Regions from separate parts of the Danio rerio genome. Here regions 2 and 3 are each linked to region 1. The links are chromatin contacts, called in public Micro-C maps. All regions are on one chromosome and are shown on one strand. The core of a region is the stretch at or near the end of the contact, and the rest is flanking DNA. Distances in the headings are between cores, read along the strand shown.

The links. A called contact is a pair of places that touch in the nucleus more often than the background predicts.
Region 2: a Micro-C map of caudal fin shows a contact between it and region 1, with 8 times the contacts expected there. The contact joins two enhancer-like sites. A contact is called at or near these places in 7 of 18 Hi-C or Micro-C datasets (caudal fin, embryo, fibroblasts and 2 more) and 1 of 4 datasets of contacts at active chromatin or transcription factors (caudal fin).
Region 3: a contact with region 1 is called in a Micro-C map of caudal fin, with 13 times the contacts expected there. The contact joins the promoter of flrt3 here to the enhancer-like site in region 1. A contact is called at or near these places in 4 of 18 Hi-C or Micro-C datasets (caudal fin, embryo and hematopoietic stem cells) and 2 of 4 datasets of contacts at active chromatin or transcription factors (caudal fin and embryo).

The regions. Positions count from the first base shown.
Region 1 is chr13:37,949,479-37,953,462 of GRCz12tu, forward strand. The region is part of intron 11 of macrod2 (mono-ADP ribosylhydrolase 2); the gene reads left to right. Among named protein-coding and RNA genes, the nearest start is that of kif16bb, 190 kb to the right of the region's middle. Within about 2 kb of position 1,848, at least 8 of the 62 cell types and tissues checked have an H3K27ac peak or open chromatin away from gene starts, as enhancers often do. A contact at or near this core is called in caudal fin, where this site is marked.
Region 2 is chr13:37,183,356-37,187,339 of GRCz12tu, forward strand. All of the region lies in intron 3 of macrod2 (mono-ADP ribosylhydrolase 2), which reads left to right. Among named protein-coding and RNA genes, the nearest start is that of macrod2, 34 kb to the left of the region's middle. Within about 2 kb of position 1,941, at least 2 of the 62 cell types and tissues checked have an H3K27ac peak or open chromatin away from gene starts, as enhancers often do. A contact at or near this core is called in caudal fin, where this site is marked.
Region 3 is chr13:37,274,598-37,278,581 of GRCz12tu, forward strand. flrt3 (fibronectin leucine rich transmembrane 3) reads right to left here and starts at 1,868. Exons shown (of 3, transcript NM_001256646.1): 1 at 1,561-1,868. All of the region lies in intron 3 of macrod2 (mono-ADP ribosylhydrolase 2), which reads left to right.

The sequences.
Region 1 (3,984 bases), core at 598-3,097:
AATGTCCACTTCAGTTACTTGGTATTAGACTTGGTGCTAGACTTGGTGCTCTTGTTTCTTTTTGTTTATTTTGTAATATCTGAGGTAAGTTATCCATTGTTGCTCTCATATTGCTACTAAGTCCATGGGGGGAAAATCAAGCTCAAACTAATTTAATATTATGCAAAGCAATGCAGTGCTTTTTTTGCAGTTCATTATAAGCCATTGAAATTCAGCTTTTTAGTCAGTGAAAGTCGGAAATTTTTATATTTGGCTAAGAGTGGGAACCCTTAATTATTTATACATTTTTCTGTTGTTCCTCATTTTTATTTGTTTTTGTTTCGTTTTTTAGGATTTATTCATTTATTTATTTATCTATCTATTTATTTATTTATTTATCTATTTATTTATTTCTGATTTAATTATTTGTTTATCTATCTATTTATTTATGGTTATTTATCTATTTTGTTAAAAGGATAGTTTACCCCAAATGTACATATTACTCACTATTTGCTCACTCTCAAGTGGTTTCAAAACACAAAAACTCAACATTTTGACGGAAGCTGAAAACCTGTAACCACTGACATTTTTAGTAGGGAAAACTAATACTATTTATTTATGTTCTTTACTATTTATTCAGATATACAATCTCATTAAAGAAAAAAAGGTGATTAAATGATGACAGAATTCTTCATTTTTGTGTGAACTACTACTTTAATTTCTAGTTTTAAGCCTTATTTTATATTATTTTTATTTTTATTTCACCCCTATGTGCACTATTGTTATTTATTAAAATGTATTATTATTATTGATATTATTATTATTCAATGATTCAAACATGGTGGCTCAGTGGTTAGCGCTGTCGCCTCACAGCAAGAAGGTTGCAGCTTCAATTCCCAGCTGGGCCAGTTTGCATTTCTGTGTGGAGTTTGCATGTTCTCCCTGTGTTCGCGTGGGTTTCCTGCGGGTGATTCAATTTCCCCCAAAAGTCCAAAGACATGCACTATAGGTTAATTGGATGAACTAAATTGGCCGTAGTGTATGAGTGTGTGTGTTTCCCAATACTGGGTTGCGGCTGGAAGGGCATCCTGTAAAACATATGCTGAAATAGTTGGCGGTTCATTCCGCTGTTGCAACCCCTGATAAATAAGGGACTAAGCCCGAAGGAAAATAACACTCACCAAAAAAATAAAAATAAATGTAATAAAAAATAACCACTAACAAACATCTTAAACACGAGGGAAAACAACGTGTGTCTACTGAAAGACAAAATACAGAAAATAAAACACAAAAAGAGGATGGGAAGAAAGCTCGATCAGAAGGAGGTCAAGCGACAGGAAGCTTCGCTGATGCATTTATACCGAGGGTGGGTAGCTTGACAATTGTATATTGTAGACAGAGGCTCAAGTGTCTTCAAGTCCACAGTTTCACACAGCTGGAAACACTGTGGTTAAACTGCAAATCCTGACAGAGAGAGAAAGAGAGAGAGAGAAACCATGTGAACAACACGCAGCTCTTCAAACTAGTAACCAAAACACACACACACAGTCAAGCAGAAGGAAGATTCTGGTGTGCATCTGTTGATTGTGACACTCTCGCTCACCTTTCTCTCTCATGTCTCATACATTTTTCATGCTTCCATTTTTTTCCACTCACAGGAGTGAGATTTTTCCTGCCGAGTAAAGGGAGGAAGTGCTTGACTAGTCTGCCATTTGATTCTGTGTGATTACAGTTCCATAGTAATACAAGTCTAAATGTATGGTATTAGAAATATTTTCTAGATGGCTCGCAGAAGTGTTTCTTCTTGTATGTAAGCGAGCCGCCTCCTCTTAAATGTGTGCATTCATTTGTGCCGGTGGTGTGTTTGTGAACTCTGTTACACTACTGCCATCTGCTGGTGATTTGAGTCACTAATGGGTTGAAGTTAATAGGCTTATTCAGCATATTGGATTTATAATTTGTAAAATAATGACACTCAGTGCTGGTTTTTACAGCTTCAGGTGTCCTTTAAGTCTCTCTGAAGTTTATAGTCCAGCTTTATGTCTTTGCTTAGCTAGGTTTATGTTGATTACATGTACAGTATAATACACAAGACAATGAAGCAATGTTGATGGAGGAGGTTACTCCATGAGCTACTGGGTTATTTTAATGAATGTGGCATTGTATTAAGATGTGGTGACATTATTTGATCACAAGAGGACAGTGGTGTAAAGTAACTAATTACAAAGACTCAATGTAATTAAGTACTTTTTCTCAGGAATTTAATTGCTAAGTAGTTTTAAAAATGTATACTTTTACTCTCTCGAGTACATTTTTAGTGCTGTATCTGTACTTTTACTCCACTAATTTCCTTCAATCTGCAGTCACTTATTTATTTTTTCTTGTTTATGGGGATTAGAAAAATTTGTCCTGTCATTCCTGACCAATCAAATTGCACATAGAAGGAAAATCGCATCATAATGAACTACCTCAAGACATGTGTGCTTTATTATTGCAGCAAACTGTTTGGAAGCATTAAAAGTATCCAAGAAGATGTCAAAAATCTTTACATGCATTGACCCAGAGACTGTTTAGATGCATGTCACTGATGCAAGATGACAGATGTTTACAGTATGATGACCAAAATGGCCTTAAACACCCAGCAGGCACAAGACATCAACATGACGACATATTGGCGTTGTACCCCAACGCCATGAGGACGTTGCTTTTTGTTTGGAAATTGACGTCAGTTAACGTCAGTACTCAACGTCAGATCAACGTCAATGTCCAACCTAAAACCATCCAAATATCAACATCTAATGATGTCACAGCTTGAAGTTGTGTGGACGTTACCACTATGACATCTATCAGATGTTGGATTTTGGTTGCCATACCTGATGATTGATAAATAAATGTCAGTATTTGACGTCAACATGGCGTTAGTTTAAGATGCTGACTCGATGTTGGATTTTGGTCACTTTCTAACACAACCTAATATCAACCAAATATCAACGTCATTATTGGACATCATAATAACGTTGTCCTTAGACACTGGCTAGACATTGAATTTTGGTCACCTGACATCACAACCTAAATCTAACCCTATATTAACGTCTTATGACATTGTGTGCCTGCTGGGCAATAACTAGATGCACTACAGAATGTTACGTTTACACACATCCACAAATTACATGTAAACGCATTCACATGTAAACTTTCACAGCGTAATACTCACTACTCTTGAGTACTTTTGAAAGGTCTACTTTTTACTCATACTTTGATTAATATTTACAACCGATACTTTTGCTCTACTTGCACTACATTTTTAGGCAAGTAGTGTTACTTTTACTTGAGTATGATTTTTCAGTACTCTTTCCACCACTGCAAGAGAATGAAACCATGAATACAAGTGTTAATAAGGTATGTTAATAAGTGTTTAGTGCTTATTCACTTTCAACTGCTTCTGAAGGGAGTTGAACAAAGTTTCCAATTTTTACAGATATGGAAAAAAAAAATACATATGTATGTTGATTTCTTAAAATCAGCAATGCGGAATCAGTTGTGTTTAATTATACATAATATTTTCAATACTCAAAATACAGTTTTTTTTTTTGTTTTTTTATATATATATCTATATTTTTCCCTTGTGCTATTTTTTATGCTCATAAATCTGTCCTTTATAACAATGCATAAATAAGAGATAATTTGACTATAATAATTTCAAATAGATTTTGTTCAAGTAAAAAAGTGACAACTATTTTGTGCATTCTGGACTAAATTCTTAAAGAAACACTTCCAAAAGAAAAAAATGTACTTATTTGAAAACTCCCCTTGAGTGAAACAGTAGTTTTAGCATTTTTTATTCCATTCAGCCAATCTCCAGGTCTGGCAGGAGCACTTTTAGCTTACCTTAGCATAAGTCATTGAATCTGATTAGACCATTAGCATCTTACTTAAAAATTAAAAAAAAAAAACATTGACTCATCTGTAGTTATATTGTGTACTAAGACCAATTGTAAATTAAAA
Region 2 (3,984 bases), core at 691-3,190, 770 kb before region 1:
AGTGTGACAGGAACAAGTCTTTTTAGTACCACAGAATTATAAAAATGTCCGCTGCTCACGTTTTGACATGCCGCATGACATGAAGGAATGTGAAAGTCTTGCGGCAAATTTCTAATGATTCTTATTTTTAAACCAGGTGAGATGGAAACTATAAACTTGGCAAGATTAGTGCACATCAAATGCCCTTTTTGTATTTTGGCTTTAATGCAGATCAACAGCGGCATGAAATCCTGTAGGTGATGGTGCTTGAGGCGCACTGATGGGGCTGTAAGGTTATGCAAGACAAGAAAAAAGGTTGAGGAGCTCTTGATGTAAAGGATAAATTCAACATCATAGATAATTATTTGAGATAAATGCAAATGAAGATGCAAATTCTGTGTAAAGATGCAAAATCATCACTTGCTGTCTTGTTTTCTGTCAGCTCACTGTAAGCAGTAGCCAAAACTAATAGCCCTGTTTGTTTTGACACAATGTCTGACAGTAGGGCAAACAATTAACTTGACATGGACAGCAAAGAGCCTTTAATCAGATCAGATGAAGATTATCCTAATAGATTAAAACTTTTTACACCCTCATCTCATCCTCATCTTAAAAAAATATTGATAGGTTTTGACAATTAATTCTTAATATTAACTAAGCATTTAATGGGGAAATAAATTTGATATTATTGTTTCAGAAGGTGTCATTTCAGAAGTCGCATATAGCCACATTAGCAATAAAAATGTTTTATGTACATAAAAAAAAAAGATATTTTAGAGAAACATTTTCCCCCTAGAATGCAAATCTTTGGTTCCAGTCTTGTTTGACCCCTAAATTTATGATATATATATATATTCCTTTGTGTGCCACAAACTTTTATACTTTTTTTTTTAAATGACGTATAAAACGAAGATGGGGGAAAAGAGCTGTCGCCTCGCAGCAAGAAGGTCGCTGGTTTGAGCCTCGGCTGGGTCAGTTGGCGATTCTGTTTGGAGTTAGTCTTCTCCCTGCTTTCGCATTGGTTTCTTCGAGGTGTTCCGGTTTCCCCCACAGTCCAAAGACATGCGGTACAGCTGAATTGGGAAGGCTAAATTGTCTGTAGTGTATGAGTGTGTAAAACAAATGCTGGATAAGTTGGCGGTTCATTCCGCTGTGGCGACCCTATATTGATACAAGAACTAAGTCGAAAAGAAAATGAATGAATGAGTAATGTGTATTTATGAAGCACATTTTTTTCATGGCCATACACAAAGTGCTTTAGGCTAGGTCTCTCCACACACCACCAGTGTGTTGTATCCACTTAGATCAGGGGTGTCCAAAGTTGGTCCTGGAGGGCTGGTGTCCTGCTGATCTTAGCTCCAACTTGCTTCAAAACACCTGCTTGAAAGTTTCTAACATACCTAGTAAGAGATTGATTTGCTTGTTCAGGTGTGTTTGATTAGGGTTTGATTAGGGACACTGACCCTCCAGAACTGAGTGTGGACCCCCCTGGCTTAGATGGGTGCCCCCCTGGCTAAGTTGTCAGGTGCTGCTTCACTGTTGATTTTGCATTTTAATGGCAGTAAAATGTCAACATTTGGTCTGTGAATATTACAAAATGAACTTTTTATAAGCTGATCAGAACCTGAGGCAAATCAAATAGAAGTGTTTGTGTTTAGTAACTTAACAATAAATTAAGGCATCAGCTTCACCAATCACACAATGACCAACTTATCTCGTATTTTTAATCCTAAGCTTTCTGGCTTTGTTTAGCTCGAAGCTTTTCATCTCCGTAGCTAAGACTGAATGTCACGCCGCTAATTATCTCCAGTCATCTCCTGAGTTAAACATGCCATGAAACATCAGAGGCTTCATTCTTAACAACCCAACAGATACTCTCAAATGTCTCAACTCTAATGAAACAGCGAGCAGACTTGCACATTCCTTAACGCACGCTCCCCTCTCTCTTACTTTCACTCTCTCTCTCTCTCTCACTCCTATTCTCTGTCTCTCTTGCTTTCCCAACAGTCCTTCCGGCAAGCAGGTGTTGATTGATTTGAAAGAATGTCATTCGCCGTTTTAATGTGAGAGTGAAAAAAAGGAGGGGTGGAAAGAAAGCGACCGAATAAATGTCTTTGTCGTTTGCTGCCTTTTTTTTTCTTCTTCTTCATCATGGATTCTGTTGCTCTGACAAACAAGCAGACAAGGTGTCTTTGCCTCATAGGGAAAATGTATTTATAGTGCTATTCTCAGAATTGCACCAGCAGTCACAGCAAATAGCAGAAACAAGCGTGGCAAAACGAAGACGTCATTTCCAGTCAGGAGAACTTAATTGAATGTTTTGTGGAGCGGACAAGAGTCTAATATCATGCATAACTTAACAGGTGCATATGCTGACTAAAATGGTTTACTGTAATGATTAATTAACACAGTTTTACGTTTACGCAGGTGGATGATTTAAGAGGAAGTGACAAGGCTACTAACTGCCGGCCAGTCGTCTTGACGCGTCTATGAAGCATTACTTGTCTTGTCTTATTTCTGTTCTCCACTCTCACCCCATTTGTGCCTACGCCTCCACATTGCTCTTTACAAGGAACCTTGCTCCGAGCACTCGCTTTTTACATCCGTACGGCGCAAGAATGAGGCCTCAATGCGAGCCTCTAAGTGATGACAGTGGCCGAAGGGCTGCCGAGTGGACTGTTTAATTGAAAGCGAAGCTGTGATGCATTGGTAGCGAATAGACAGCAACGTGAGATCAAGAAGAAGGGGGAAAAAATTCCTGTGAGTAATTTACACCGGCTAAAAGCAGGCCTATCATGGGAAGCCTCTGTCAGGTTAGCTTTTTTGCAGCGTCAGTTAGCAGCAAGGGGTAAACATGGAATAATTTGCTTAAGGTTCTCTTTTCTTTTTTTTAATGCCACACTGTGCCTTCACTTATGAGTGTGGAAGGCTTTGAAGACGCAGACAGAGCCACATGAAAATGTGTAACAGCACAGTAACAGAATGACTTAAGAGGCCCACTTATTGTGCCAAGGTGGATGTGGAGGTAATCTGAAATTGACCTAATATTTTGATAATGATAGAAAATATGATTCATTTAAAATTTGTAAAAGTGTTGTTAATTTAGTAATTCTTAATAGCAGTAACAAATTGTATTAATGGTATATTAATATTGGTAATCATATTTTTACAATAAGGTTATATTAGTTAATGCTAGTTAATGGATTTACTAATATGAGCAAACAATGAACAATATTTTTTTTTGTAGTATTTGTTTGTGTTAGCGAAAATACAGTTGTTCATTGTTAGTTCACTTCAACTCACTGCATTAACGAGAATGAATTTTGTTTTTTATAATGCATTAGTAAATGCGGAACTGATATAAAAGTGATATGAATGATATGAATACATTAACATTATCTAATGAATTATATAAATATATTAGTATTATATTATGTTTATGTCAATGTTAAACAATTTAAAGAGTTTTAAGTGTTTTTGTTATTATGATCATGATTATTATTACTACTTTTTCAGTTTATTGGAATTCCCTTAATAAAATAAATAAAATTTTAATAAAATTTGCAGTTGTTAAATTATTTCAGCTCAATTTTAGATGTTTTTTTTTTAGTAATCAAGTTAATAAAAATGTAACCTTCGCTTAATATCCTGGTGTATAAACTGTTACTCCTTGTGCGGTATTAAAAATATATTATTTTTATTTAAAAGTAAAAGAGTCTTCCATGAACATTTGGGTGATGATGAAAATTTATTTGTTAATTGAAACATACTGAACTGATACATGGACATGAGTCAAACTCAACACATGTCAACACATGGTTTTCGGTCTTGATTTTGCTACAGATTCAGAGACTGTGCAGGCTGGAGATATAGACAGATCTTTTAACAACCTGGATGTTAGCATCTTCATTTCATCGCCATTTGATTTATTACTCTGCTAAAACTCTTTGCAGGAGATCTTGAAGCCTCAACGTCTTTTTACATAGCTTTATTTTATATTTGAAT
Region 3 (3,984 bases), core at 618-3,117, 670 kb before region 1:
CCTCTCTGAATACACATCTTTAAGTGCAGTTGCATATAGGAAGCTCGAAGCTAAGGAAAACAACTTGCAGTTAGAGGTAAATTAGGGTCTCTAAAAGAATGACTTTCTTGCATCCTTTCCAAATTTAAATTGTCTTCATTGTAATCTGATAAACTGATTTAATCATTTCTGATTGAGGCTTTGGATCTTATCATCATTTTACAGTCCCTCTCTTTTTATCTGAAACTATTATTTCAATCTCGACTTTTTCTGCCTAACATGAAAGCTTATCTGTTTAGATAACTTCGAAGGCTACTTAAAAGAAGGGAAATTCGTTTGATGGGAAGATTCAGAAGCAGCTGACAGCCTCAGATCTCTTTACTGCGCCACACACTCACACTCTCTCTCACCGTACAGCACAGGACGCACATTTATTGCGCGCCAATCTTGCAGTCTTTTGAGTTTTCTTTAGTATTCCAAATTAGAACGCGACCCTCATAATCGACGAAGCTGTTTGCCGCGCCGCCATCGGCTTCTGTAATGGCTGAGTTCTAGTTTTGTCGCGTAGCGCAAGGCGTACGAAGTGTCACGCGCTGCATCCCCGATTCCCCCATTCTTTATTCCAATCACTCTCTCATCGCGCTTCCAGAGCGCAGGTTGGGCATTATTAATAGATATTTCCTCATTTGTAATCGACGTTTGTTCGTTTCGTTGGCGATAAGCCTCTCACACAGGAACAGATTTAGGACGCAGCGCGTGAAGTTTATGCGTTCCTGTTGATTGCACGCGCTAAATATACAGCCTGCATTGCGTTTTCCCACTAAACAAGGATTAATCTCTCTATATGAGACTAATTGAAATGGTGTGCTAATAAGATGCATGTTATGCATATTTATTGCGTTTATTCGCTCGGAGCGGCAATAAGACTAAAAGGGATAGTTCACTCAATAACGAAAATGAGAATTATGTCTAATTTCCTATTAGAGATGTTCCTAACAGATTTATGCTTAACAAAATCGTAAAATTGTGTTTTAGGTGGAGTGACAGCCTAGGTTACCATTCACATTCATTTAAACTACAAGGAAAAAAAGATGCATTGAAAGTGAATGGTGACCGAGGCTGTGAATCCTTTAACATTTATTCTTTACAAGTCATTTTGTGAGCCAGGAAAGGAAGTAATGGAGGTTTAAATCACCATGGAGGCTGTTCATTTAATTGAAGCAAACTATGGTTTTAAATATGTTTGGAAGATAGACATTAAATCTGAAAAGCCAAAATGAAGAGCTATATACTGCTGAATTTCATGGCTACTATAATTGTATGAGTTTAAATTGCTATTGCATCCCTCTCAAATCCCTGAGGGTCTGTCTACATTTAGAATAAAATGCAATAAAATTTGACTGTGGAAGTTTAGAAGTTAACTCTACAACGTGAAGCTTTTTTTTAAAGTGACTGAGGTTAGGATGCAAATTTGCTCTCTGCATGTTTTGAAGGTACTTGATAACATCAGGGTGATGGAATACACATGGAAAGGGTTAAAACAGCCCAAGAATAAGGGGAAACCCATAAAAACACACTTACCTTCCAAATCAATATTTTCAAAAAGGGAAAAATCAAAAACAATATCCTCAAAAGAATAAAGTCAGTCCGTAGGATAAATCCAATGCGACGGCAGATGAATTCAATTCCCAAAAAGAGCCCGGTGTCAGAAAGGCTCAGTAGCAGCAATGGTGAGAATAGCAGGGTGTGTTTTTATTTCCACACACACTTGTTCACATACACACACACGCGCACACACTCCTTTGGCTCAGAGAGAGAGACAAGATAAAGAAGACGGCAGAGCTGGTCAGCTGCCTAGAGCTCACTACAAGTGTGAGGTTGCATCTGCCTCCAGCTCAGCTTCAACACAGCACTGATGTCATCTGGGGGCGGGGCTTCTGGCTTCCTCCCCTTTCTCGCCCTCTCTCTCTCTCTTTCTCCATCATGCCATGTTTACTGTGGCCGCTAGGGGGAGCAGGAGAAAGAAAGATGAGGTTTGAGCAGCCTTGAATGGACAGCTTGAGTGGGCACTTCAATGTCTTTTGTTGAAGGCCACAAGAAGCATCATTTAGACTATAGCTTTCTATGTGTGTGTTTGAGCATTAAGAAATCTAGTTTACATGTTGAACATGCTAAGAAAAAACTAATTGATCTGCCCTTGTATGTGCTTATTTATTAAATTTAGACACTGTCTTTTATTTAGTGCTTTGTGTGTCTGTGAGTGTGCTTTTAATGGTGTCTAAGTTTCACAGTAGATTATTAATGTTTAAACTTAGAAGTCAGGCATTATGTTCAGCTTTATTATGCTTATTAAGTACTATTAAAGTTATTAAATTTGCTCTCTCATAAACTAGCTGTGGAGGCACACAGCCTGTGACATAATCCCTGAAGTGTTGTTGAGGACATTTGTACTGTCGGGTCAGTTCCTGACCTGAGCAGACACTTCTGCATGAGTGGATATTGTGTTGTGTCTAAACTCTTTGCCAGCATATGGTTCTCTTATTAGTGAGGAAGTAGTTCACCAAAAAACAAAAAACAACAAAACAAAGAAAATAGTCTTTACTTTACTAAACTTCAAAACGTTTTAAGTTTATATGACTTTCTTGCCTTTAGTTATAAATTTTTTTGGATGGCAGTAAGGCTTTCAAGCTACAAATTAAAAGAAACAGACGGTTGTACTACATGGATTTGCATGCTGCATTTATTTGCCATATATATATATATATATATATATATATATATATATATATATATATATATATATATATATATATATATATATATATATATAATAAATGTTATGCAGGTTTGGAAAGATGTATACACAGTGAGGCAGCAACAACATGCACATTTTTCAACTAACTGTTATTTTAAACTACACTGTAAAATATATGATCAATTAGTCCTGACAACATTTGTTTTAGGTCATTGTAACTTATTTAACCAAGTTAATCATGTTCTAACTTAATTTTATAAGTTACGCAAGCTGTTTTAAGTCAGTTTAACATTATAAAAGTTCAATAGACTCATTAGAGTTAATTTCATTAAGCTTAAAAATTTAAAGCAACCATTTTTTTACTCTGTAGATCATGTAAATAACTTTTTTTTGTGTGTGCCAAAATTATTATATGTTTTAGTTATCTGCATAGAATCCCTCCAGCATACTATAATTTGAAGTTTATACAAAGAAATATACTAAAATATGTAGTATTATATAGAGGTCATATAGAATACATCACATAGATGAAAGGAAAGGTTTACAGGTTTGGACAGACATTAATAGTGAGGCTGTAACAATATGGCAATTTTTGAACAAACTTAAAGTAGATTATATGCTTTTCTAGTCCATTGCTAAAAAGAAATTAATCACATCAGTCATCATCATTATACATTATATAAACATAATAAACTTGTATAACTTTATGTATGTACACAAAGTTTAGGTTTAATGTCACATCTAATAGATGTTATATATGGAAATAGTATAGATTTGTGTGTATATAGATGATGTTAAACAATTGAATGTAATATACATCTTATTGCGTAGTTTTACAAGCATCCTTTGGAAGATTAAGCTGCTAAATAATGTCCTGTCTGCCCAGGGCTTTTACAACAGGTCTAGGTGTCGTGTTTTTAGGGTTAAAGGTGGAGAAGCAGGGCAGAGTCCTTGGTGACAAGAGGTCAGTGGAGGGCATTTTGGGCAGAGGCCCGTCTGTCCCTTCGCCTCAGGACGGATCACGACTCCGGGCTCTGCATAGACCCTTCCGGCACTTTTTTCTCTCCTAAATCTGACTAGGCTTTGTCTGTCATCAGTCCTTGATTGACTCTTAGACGTACAAAGGGCCCCAGTGGAGGGCCCCAAGAGGGTCCGATTACCACTATTTCAATATAGTTGGGGGAGTCTTTGGTTGGGGTCATCTGTTGTTTGGAAGGATGAGCGTTCCTCATCTTTCCAACTGATGCCAT